Linked DNA regions of Mus musculus: regions 1 and 3 are each linked to region 2. Evidence: chromatin contacts called from public promoter capture Hi-C data. All regions are on one chromosome and are shown on one strand. The core of a region is the stretch at or near the end of the contact, and the rest is flanking DNA. Distances in the headings are between cores, read along the strand shown.

Region 1 (3,588 bases), core at 538-3,037, 1.2 Mb after region 2:
TTTCTGTTCACATCCTCTATAAATACCCCTTACATTTACACCAGGTGGTTACAAAAGTCTGAACAGCCTCGTTTGCCTGATGTATGACTGTTAAAGGGGCATTTCCTTACAAAACTCTAAATCAGTTTTCCTATTTGCATATCCCAGGTTTATTCAGCGACGCTCAAGTTAAAAATCACAGGTGGGTTGCTCAGTAAATCAAAGGCTCCCAGAAGATTAGGCTCTGTGAAGCTTCCTAGAATTTACCACTGCGCTTCCCCAGCCTGTTTGAATGCAGATGACTCCAACTTGATCCTAAAGTTATAAATCAAAATATCTCAGAAGAGCATTAGTCTATTTTAGTACTTTTACAGCTTACAATACGTAAAGTGAAGTGCTAATTCCATATTCGTTTTCTTAAGTAAGGATTTCAGCCTTTTTTTTTTCAGTGAATACCACCGGTTTTATGGAAAAATACAAAATACTTTGTAACCAAATTTGGATTACCAAATACACCGTGCTGTAAGAAACAAAAGCTTAAGACATACAAACCAAATGCACCCTGTTCAAAATCTCTCACCACACACACACACACACACACACACACACACACACATATCCCTACCTTGGCCAAATGATTAACTACACTCACTTAATAATAGGCCACCTTTAATCAAATAACAGACAAATGGAACCAGTCGGACTTCAATTCCAGTGCTGTCTCAGAATAGGGGGGTGTGACCTTGGGCAAATTATTCCACTCTCTCCAGGCCTCAGTTTCTTCATTTAGAAAGGCTGCAGACTGCTTCTCCTTTGTCCAGAACCAAAGACAGGATGGCTACCAAGCACTTTCAATAGTGCTCGGTCACACAGGCACCCCCTATTCCCCCTCTCCAAAAAACAAAAAACAAAAAAAAAACAAAAAAAAAAACAAAAAAAAACGATAGTTGCGATTACTGGCCGACCACACTCCACGCCATCCCCACGTCTCTCTCATTCCAAATCCAACACGCGAGAAGCCAAACTCTTCTAACCCACAACACAAAGAAAGTGCTTGGGTTCTAAAAAAGGTGTCTGGGACCGCAGGCAGTGGGTCCTCCAGGTCCTCAAATGAATGAATGAGCGTTCAGCAGTGGCTGGGCAGGTAGCTGTCGCTAACGAGCACCTCTGCCGACTTGGAGGTAACTGTCTTCCAGCATCAATTAAACACCCACAAGTACACCCAGAGCCAAGCACTCGGCCGTGCACACTCTCCCCGAGACGGCGGGCGCCGGGCAGCCTCCAGTGCCCACAGGCGGCCTTCATTCATTCTCCACCCCCAGCCCCGGCGGCTGCAGTAGAGGCTCGAGCCGCGACCCCACCCCCGGGTCCCCGTGCCGGGCCCGGGGTCTCTGACCTGCGCGGCGCACCCCCGCGGGAGCCTGTCACCGCAGCAAGCGAGGGGGGCGGGTTAGCGGGGCCACCTCGGGCCCGGAGCTGCAGCCAGCCATGCCATCGGACGGAGCAGGCCCGCCTCAGCTCCCCGGGGCCCCAGCAGCCCAAGCCGAGCCCTGCCGGAGCCAGCGCGCGATGAGGGCGAGGAAGAAGCTCCCCGAACCCCCTTCCCCGGACCCCCGACTCGGCTAACGCGCTCCGCAGCGCCCCACAGCGTGAGGTCACGCTGCCAGAGCTGCCCCGAAAAGCCCACAAGGAAAAGAAGGGGAAACACCCCCCGTACTCACCCACCGTCTCCTCCCCCTCAGCTGTTTACCTCACAGTCCCTCCAGCCTACAGGGCGCCGCCATCTTGGACGCGCAGCACCTCCCCCTGGCGTGAAGCGTCTCGAGCGGCGGGGGCCTCCGCTATGAAAAAGAGTCCCTATTCGGGTCTCTACTACGCTCCGAGCCTAATGCCAGATGGCCAGAGTCTCAGCCTCTCCAGACAGGACAGGATATACCACTTATGACGATACAAGCTGGCCGAGATAAATAAAACCGAAAGAGATTTTAATGTGGAGGCGGGGACGGCGGAAGGATCGTGAAGGTGGGAGCCCACTGAGAGATCTTGTGACTCTGAAGGAGGCCGAAAGAAGTCCCGGCGCAGAGGGCGGAGCCACGAGACCGGCCGAGGGGTGGGGTGGGGAGGGGCGGCCACGTGATGGTGACAGGAGGCGCGCGCTCGGAACAAGCACAGTCAAAAACAAGCTGGCAGGGCTAGGCTCAGTGGAGAGCGCTGGCCCTTTCGAGCCAGGTCCCTCTGTCTTTGGCACACCTGCCACCTTTGGGGTCTCCCTGTAGGCGTTCCTATTTCCAAATGAGCCTCTGGGATCCCCTTGGATGGACAGCCTGTCAATTGCAGCAAAAAGGATGGGGCTTTCCCCCACCACCACTTTTTCCTTTGCAGAAGAGTCTGTGGAGTGACATGTAGAGGCCAGCCTTAGTCAGAGGATGCAGTTTATGTTGTAAAGTCAGAATACCTTGATTTACTTGCATGCCATGACAAGGTGTCAAGTCTTTTCAAACCTTGCCGGCTGTGGTGCAAAGCTTTTTAGAGGGATATCAGAATGTATATAGTTTTCATTTGCTGTTATTTTCCTTATTTGTATTATTTTTTTAATTAATTATGTATTTATTAAGGTTTTCCAAGACAAAGTTTCTCTTTATGCTTTGCCCATCCTGGAACTTGCTCTGTAGCCCAGGCTGGCCTGGAAGTCAAGAGAGTCTTCTGCCTCTGCCTAGCTTTAAAGGTGCTAGCTTTAAAGGTGTTCACCGCCGCAGCTGCCCCAGCAGCCGCCGCCACAACCACCACCACCACCTGGCATTGTGTATTTTTTGTTTTGGTTTGTTGTTGCTGTATTTTGTTGTTTTTTGGTTTGGGTTGGAGTTTGGGGTTTTATTATACTTAAACTTATATAATAAGACCCAGTGAAAGATGATAAGCGGAAGCTAGAGAAATGGCCTTGCCGTTAAGAGCATTTGTTGCTCTTACAGAGGACCAGGGTTAGGTTCCCAGAACCCAAATGGCAGCAGCTCCCAACTACCTATAACTCCAGTTCGAGGAGATGGCGCCCTCGCCTGGCCTTCTTGGGAACTAGGACTTCTCTCCTAAGCATACATCCAGGAGGCTCTCCTTGTCCTTAAGATAATTGAGTTTGTGTACACTCACCCCCAAATTGTAGTCTTTCAAGTCGTGTGCATTGCACGTTGGATAAGCCAGGGAAATTATTAACAAATAAGTATTTTGTGTGTATTTAGTGGTTGCTTTGTATTGAGAGAAAAGCTTTGAGGTGTGATTAAATCGTAAACTCTGATTCTATTTGGGAAAAACAGGAAAAAAGGTGCACTTAATCTCTAGCTAAAACAGCGTAATTTTTCAACTTTTACCCTAAAATTATAATTTCAAGATGTTTAGACATACTGTATCTTGTGTTTGTGTACCCTCTCCCCAATATTATGGTTTATTCTTTAATGCCTTTTAATTTGGATATAATAGCTTGTACTTTAGATTTTGGTTGCTATCTTGCCAAAATAAGTGTTACTGTTTTTCAAGCTTGGCCCCCTTCCCCAATTGTCTTATTTAAAGAGAAAGTTAAACTCATTAAAAAAAATAATAATAATAATAATAATTGAG
Region 2 (3,331 bases), core at 60-2,559:
ACCACATGGGACGTGGAGAAAGGAGAATCGGGAATTCAAGCACAACCTTGACTACCTAGTGAGTCTGAAGCCAAGCTGAACTCAAAGCATTAAGAGTGATCTTGTTTGCTACTAGTAAGCTGTAGGCGGGGGAGGGGAGTCTTTACTCCTCCCCTTTCAAAGTCACTTTCAAGTGTTTTGGGTCCAGACTTTCAGTACCTGGGAAACTAAAAAAAAGTTTCCATTGAGCCTGGCCTGGGGAGCCCTGACCACCTTTCCCTGCCCTACTGCAAAGGCGCCCCCCACATTGGCTGTACCTGGGGGAGCCGCCTGAGGATGAGGCAGACATGGTTAAGCATCAAAGCCGCAAAGATGGGCAATTGGGTCGGCAGGCTCTGCTCAGGGGGACCCAGAGGGGCTGGCCAATGAGAATCTCAGGGGCCGGGCATCAAACGTCCTCTCTCTGAGGGGAGGAGGGTGGAAGCTTTGGGGGTGGCAGTTGGATGAAAACTTGGGAGGCGCTCCTCTACTGTCCAAGTCGCACAGCAACTGTCCTGCCAAAGTGGGGAGGGAGGGAGACAGGAGAGGCTGAGCGACCTGCGGGGTGCCGAGTGCGCCGCCAGGAGGCAGGTGGAGGGCGCGGCAGGACAGTGAGGGGCCACGTCACTGAAAGGAGGACAACGACCAGCATGCCCAGACCCCACCCGGGAAGAATAGCGGGCCGACGGCTACTAGGGTTTAAACCTGAGGGCTGCCTGGAGTGCGAAGAAGGTGAGAACTGCTAGGCCCCAAGTGGGCCCCCCAGGGGCGGGAACCCGCACAGGGAGCTGGAGGGATCTTCGGGACAGTGCCTGGGCAACTGTCTCCTAGGTGAAGGGGCGTTCCCGGCAGAATAGCTACCAGGGAGAACCAATAGATGGAAGGGGTGGAGCGGCGGCCTAGGCGGGGCGGCATGGAGAGCCAGACCGCTCCTGGATCACCCACATCCCTGGAGCTGGTCTGGAGGGTCCCCGGAGGCCTGCCCACCCCGAGCGCATGTAACTGCTGCGGCCCAGTCCGCAGAGAGCAGGGGTGGCCTCCGGGGAGGATGGGGCGCACGGCCACCCACCAGCGGGCAAGAGGGGACGGGGTTCTGCCCATAGAAGGGCGCAGCCCTGCCCGAGGACAGCAGAGGAGGGAAAGAGCGCTGCCGATGGCCCGGAGAGGACGGAGGCGGCCGGCCCGCCCGTTAGCGGGAGGAGGAAGGGCCCGCGCCCAACGAGGAGCGGGGCGGGCCGGGTTCGGACGCAGGAAGGAGCGCGCCTAGACTCGGGGACGGTGCCCGGTCGAGCCAGCCCCGGGAGCGCGGGGCTTGAACCCGCGGCACTCTACGCCCTGCCCCGCCGCGTGGCCTCTCACCAAGAGCGGCACGGCTGCGCCCAGAACCGTCTCCTTATGAAGTCGTTGAAGTCGGAGGCCAGGGTCGTGCCATGGAGACGCCGCGGCGGATGCAGTCCGGCTCCCGCGGCGGCTCCTCCCCGCTTCCGCCTCCTTTTCCGACAACCGGTCGGCAGCTCGCCCATTGGCCAGTTCAAACCCCCCCCGGAGCCTCTCGGGTTTCGCCATTTAGGCCCAGCCCCCAGCGTCACAGAGATGCCCCGCCCCACACGGGGACGCTCCGCCCACTTCTGGGTCACGAGGCCTGTCCACCGCCCCGTCGTCAGGGAGACACGCGACGCCTCCCGCGCCAGCCGGCCTGGTCTTGCCCCACCGTTCAGGCCACCGAGTCCCCTCCGCCATTTTGCCCTGGTCCTCCTGAATCCTGAACCCTAACGCGCTCCCCTCGAAACACAGGAGGAAGCTGGACGCAGAGGGCGTCTGTACAAGCGACAGGCTGGGGCTTCTGGAAAGCCATTCCTATGCCTCGGCCGCTCAGTGCAGACAACTTGTGCACACTCCACAAACTGTACCCCTCTCCCACACGCCCCAAACCGAAGGAAGAGGCCGCACTCCCCACGCCCCTGCCGCCCTCCCGCACACCGTACGCCGCTTCTATACGGACCTGCTCTGCTGAGGTTCTCTCTGCTGAGCCGCCATCTTCTCAACTATGCTTCCCTGTTAGCCAATCGTGGGGGACTGTCACGAGGCTCACGTTCCCGCCCTGGATTCTGGGAGACTTTAACAACCTCCGGGCTGGGTAGACCTCATTTCCTTGACACCTTAACTCCAACACAGTAGTTGTGCTCCCACCAGCTCCTCCCTGGAGCGTGAACTACCTTCCCACCTCCACAGCCGGCAGGGCAGTCTTACCATGTCATATTTGTTCGTCAACCCTTGACGGTTCATTTTGTGCGTGCAACCCTGGCTGGCCTGGAACTTGCTGCGTTTGAGCAGAAATCTGCCTATCTCTGCTGCTTGCTGGGGTTATAGGAGTACACCAGCAAGCCGAGCCTTTCTTCTTCTTCTTCTTCTTCTTCTCCTTCTCCTTCTCCTTCTCCTTCTCCTTCTCCTTCTCCTTCTCCTTCTCCTTCTCCTTCTCCTTCTCCTTCTCCTTCTCCTTCTTCTTCCTTCTTCTTCTTCTTCTTCTTCTTCTTCTTCTTCTTCTTCTTCTTCTTCTTCTTTCTTCTTCCTTCTTCTTTCTTCTTCCTTCTTCTTCTTCTTCTTCTTCTTCTTCTTCTTCTTCTTCTTCTTCTTCTTCTTTCTTCTTCCTTCTTCTTCTTCTTCTTCTTCTTCTTCTTCTTCTTCTTCTTCTTCTTCTTTCTTTCTTCTTCCTTCTTCTTCTCCTCTTCTTCTTCTTCTTCTTCTTCTTCTTCTTCTTCTTCTTCTTCTTTCTTTCTTCTTCCTTCTTCCTTCTTCCTTCTTTCTTTCTTCTTTCTTCTTTCTTCTTTCTTCTTTCTTCTTCTTCTTCTTTTTTTCATGCCAGTAATCTCAATGAAGGAGGGAGATGGCCATGAGTTAGTTGAAGGCCAGTCTGTATCCCTCAGTCCTACCTATCTCTACCATCCTGAGGTTCCGCAAGAGCATACAGCTGGGGACAGGAACTCCGAGTTAGAACCCTTGCCTGACCTGAGCAAAATCCTAGATTCAATTTTCAGTAACACGTGCGTGTTATAATCTCCACGAATCATTGTCTCCACTCTGTCCAGCAGTTCTCTCTAGACAATTACCAACAGAGGCTTTTCCAAACTTTTGTCTCTTCTGCATTCCATACATCAAGTTCCCTATTTCATAGAGAAAAAATCTACCAAATGAAATTCCCTTAATATCTACACACTTTCCCACCCTTAGCTGCCCTTCTGGTCTGCCTTCAGATGTATGTGTGCTTCTTGCTGCCTAAGATAAACAACCTGCTTCAAGGTGCAGCTCAAACATG
Region 3 (3,621 bases), core at 582-3,081, 1.1 Mb before region 2:
CAACTTGTTTGTATCAGATGTCCCTCTCTGTATCTTCAAATGAGGAATGTCTCAAAATGCTCTTGACCTTGTGACTTTCCTTGGAGGCACCAGAGAGGCCCAGTACCCTAGAGGTTAAGGGGTAAGGCATGGTTAGGCAGGGAAATTAAGAGCCACCTCTGAGCCTGTGAGAATTGTACACCCAAGTCCCTGGATTCATGCAGCAGTTCCCAAGGTGCCTCTTTTTCAGCCAACAGAGACATGGTGTCCAATGACTGCCATCGACATCTGAAGATGGTTGATCTAATCTCCAGTGGGGTCAAGACTTTTGATACTTAATGCCTCTTTGATCAAAGCTAAAAGGCTGTTTCAAGACATCCCGAGTTTTCTCTTTGTCCCAGTCTAAGGGGAATATGACAACTTCAGAAAAAAAAATGTTCTGGAAAAAAGCCAAGGCATGGCAGACATGCCCTCCCTGCTTCAGAATAGTCTTCTGGAAAAAGTGTCCATCAGCCCCTCCCCCAGCCCATAAGCTGGCACACCAGCTGCAGCAGCAGCAGGGAAGACCCACAGAGGCCCGCTGTCCCTGAAGCACACCCTGCAGCTGTGAAAGCTCTGTCCCCAACCCAGCCTCACCTCCCAGCTGCAGAACTTGAAGTACGGGTTACTTCTCTTACGCCTCGGTAGCCTCGTTTTTTGAAAGAGAGACCCAACTGCATCTACTTCGTGGGATTTGATGGAAGGCTTCTAGAAGAGACTGCTTACCCCAGTGCCTGCCACAGTTAAGTGTCGAGTAAGAAGCGCTGTGCTCCAGAGGAAACTAGTAATTAAGGAGTCCCTAAAAGTCCCATGTGAGCTATTACGCATGCACTTATCCATCTTATAAGTGTTTATAGACACCTTTAAAAACTAACTACCGTCGCAACATCTCGGGGGTGTAAGGTGCTTATGGCAGAGCGACAGTCCTCCAGGCCAAACGAGTCCTCCCAAGCTCTCAAAGAGCAGTCCCTGGCCTCTGAACGTCAGTGGTACCTCTCCTAGGGACGAATGGCTGCAGGCCAACCTGGTATGGACAGTCAGCACCGGGACTGATATTCACCCCCGGCAAGGTGATCAGCTTTTGTGAGTGAGGAATAAATGTGCACGTCCGAGCCCTGGAGCCCGAGTGGCCTCCTGCTGGCCTTCCAAGCGACGTGCGGCCTGCTCAAAAGCCAGAGCCGTGGGGGTTCGGGGCGGGCACGGGAGTCGGTGATGGGATGATAGGCGGCGGGGACCTCTTACCAGGTCCTGGCCGCCCCGCAAAGCCAGGCCTCCCCTGCTCCCAGCGGCTGGACGATGATCCCCGCTCTAGCGGCCCAGCCCCCGGCAGCAGGCAGCAGCCGTCAGAAACTCACCTGCCGTCGCAACCGCGCCGCCTGTCAGTCAAGCTAGCCCACCGCGGCGCTGCCTAGAGTCTTGTGGCTCTGCCTGCCACGCCCCGCCTCCTCACCGTCAGACGTCCAATCGGGAGAGCCTATGCCAGGAGCGGGGGCGGTGTCACAGGTCACAGCCTACTAGAGGGCGGTACCGGGCACGCCGGAGGCGTGGCCGTGCGAGTGGTGAGTGCCCAAGCATGCCGGGAGTCGGGGGAGTGGCCGTGCTGCTGGGGTTTCACCGTGTGGTTCGAAGGCCGTCCTGTTGAGCGGTGAGCATGGTTACTCGATGGGCGTGGTCGAGGGTGTGGCCACGCGGCAATACCTGCCCTTGCTTTTCGGAGTTCGGAGTGGTTGCCTGCCCTGCTGAGGCGGGGCCCTACGGGCTTGGGGTGTGGCCTGGCAAGGCGGAGGCGGGTCTGAGTGCAGCCGACGCTCTGACGACACTTCTGCGCGCCGGAAGAGAGAGGTTCCCTGGACTACGCGTCTGGTAACGCAGCGCCAAGGGTCTGGTTCCGCTATGCGGATTACTGGGAAAACATTCCGCCGGCGCCGGGCTGACTCGGAGTCGGAGGAGGATGAACAAGAATCAGAGGAGGTTCGGTACGTGTTGCTGAGACAGGCTTGGGACTGGATACCGGCCAGCGCCACGCAGAGGCTCCTAGGGATAAGGCCACATCGCGGCTGGGAGAGGTGCCCCGGGGTCGCATGGGTCTGACTGCCGATGACCACTGGATCAGGGACTCGGCAAAGGGACATGTCCTTAGAACGGAGTTTGGCTTTTGAGTTCCGCAGGTCTCAACCTGTGCGTCACTTTTTATTCCTTTTTTTCCCCCAGGCTAAAACTGGAAGAAACCCGAGAGGTGCAGAACTTGCGGAAGAGGCCAAATGGGGTGAGGTGGGTACCACGGGGGTGGTCGCGGCGTCATTGATTTCCAGCTAAAACAAAAATTTCCAGCTAGGGTCGCAGTCACAAATCCCTCCTTTGACATACAGTTCTACTGATCATAGAGGGAACTAAGGTTCTTTATAAATGTTTGTCACATGCCCTGAACCTGATGGTCTATGGGTCTGCTCCAAGTCACTAACTGTAAATTTTAGCTGGACTGATGAATTGTGATTGACAACGTGTTAAGAGATAAGAATTTGGGAAACTTAGGTTAAAAAGTATAATAAATAAACAATAGCCTGGTTTGGTGCAATCCTATCACAGGGAGTTTGAGGGCAACCTAGGCTTCATAAGAAGAATAAAGAAAAAGAAAAAAACTTGAGGTAGAGAGACAGCATTTATAATAATATTTCCATTTATTTCCCACCTATTTCTTTTTTAGTTTATCCCATGCTTTTAAAGAGTTAAATCATCATATTACTGTGAGCCTCTGACCATGGTGTGTGTTTTCCAGAAAACCTTTTTAGAAGGCTGCGTCGTGTGCATTGCCAGGGGTGTGCACTATAACTTGCTACCAGATTGACTGGGATTGTGTGCTGCCTCACACCTAGACTCCCAGACTTGAGAAACTGAAACAGTGGGATTACCATGAGTTTGGTGCCAGCCGGGCCTGCAGAGTGAAACTGGTCTCAGCATCAACAAGGCCCATCCTAGTGCCATAGCACTGTAGTCCCAGCTGTGTGGGAAGATCACAGGTTTAAGGCCTGACTGAGCAACTATGAGACCTGGGTCATAAAGTAAACAAGAAATGGTGGGGATAGCTCAGTGCTGGTGTGCTTACTCAGTCCCTGTCAAGCCTTGGCTTCAGGTTTTAGGGTCATTTTGATAAATTTTCCTCTGGCATATGTCTTCTGATACAGATCCCTTGACTGGCAGAACCTTACTCTGTGATTTCCAGAATATCAAATGGCTTTGCAGGAGCGTGCGCCAACTGCTTCATTGCCTCTCACCCGACCCCCCATTTCACCATTCACAGCGAGCAGAGCACTGGGTTCTTCTTTGGCTTTTGTAACTACTGCCCACTACTCTCTCAGTTATGTAATCCCAATTGTCTCAGTTTGCTTCCTACTGCTGTGACCAGGACCAAAACAACTTGTACCCTTCCTGATCATCCTCAGTTATTGGGGGAATCATGGCAGGGCCTGAAGCAGAGACTGGAGGACACTGCTTCCTGGCTCATTCACATCCAGCTATGTTGTACAACACAGGCCCACTTGCCCACGGGGAGGAGCACTGTCCACAGGAGCAGGTTCTCGATTGAAGTTTCTTCTTCCCAGACAA

Evidence for each region. Promoter capture Hi-C pulls out the DNA fragments that hold promoters and counts their contacts. Capture Hi-C pulls out chosen DNA fragments and counts their contacts.
Region 1: a contact with region 2 is called in a promoter capture Hi-C map of pre-B cells, with 2.3 times the contacts expected there. The contact joins the promoter of Tsc1 here to the promoter of Odf2 in region 2. A contact is called at or near these places in 3 of 39 promoter capture datasets (cranial neural crest, erythroid cells and pre-B cells).
Region 3: a promoter capture Hi-C map of adipose tissue shows a contact between it and region 2, with 2.5 times the contacts expected there. The contact joins the promoter of BC005624 here to the promoter of Odf2 in region 2. A contact is called at or near these places in 2 of 39 promoter capture datasets (liver and pre-B cells), 1 of 484 Hi-C or Micro-C datasets (CD4 T cells) and 1 of 9 other capture datasets (adipose tissue).

What each region holds. Positions count from the first base shown.
Region 1 is chr2:28,639,432-28,643,019 of GRCm38.p6, reverse strand. Tsc1 (TSC complex subunit 1) reads right to left here and starts at 1,787. Exons shown (of 23, transcript NM_022887.4): 1 at 1,730-1,787.
Region 2 is chr2:29,887,968-29,891,298 of GRCm38.p6, reverse strand. Odf2 (outer dense fiber of sperm tails 2) reads right to left here and starts at 1,309. Exons shown (of 21, transcript NM_001369060.1): 1 at 1,088-1,309; 2 at 297-533. The coding sequence starts at 328.
Region 3 is chr2:30,980,151-30,983,771 of GRCm38.p6, reverse strand. It overlaps BC005624 (cDNA sequence BC005624), which reads left to right and starts at 1,831. Exons shown (of 9, transcript NM_144885.2): 1 at 1,831-1,994; 2 at 2,230-2,289. The coding sequence starts at 1,912. Usp20 (ubiquitin specific peptidase 20) reads right to left here and starts at 1,493. Exons shown (of 25, transcript NM_028846.5): 1 at 1,374-1,493.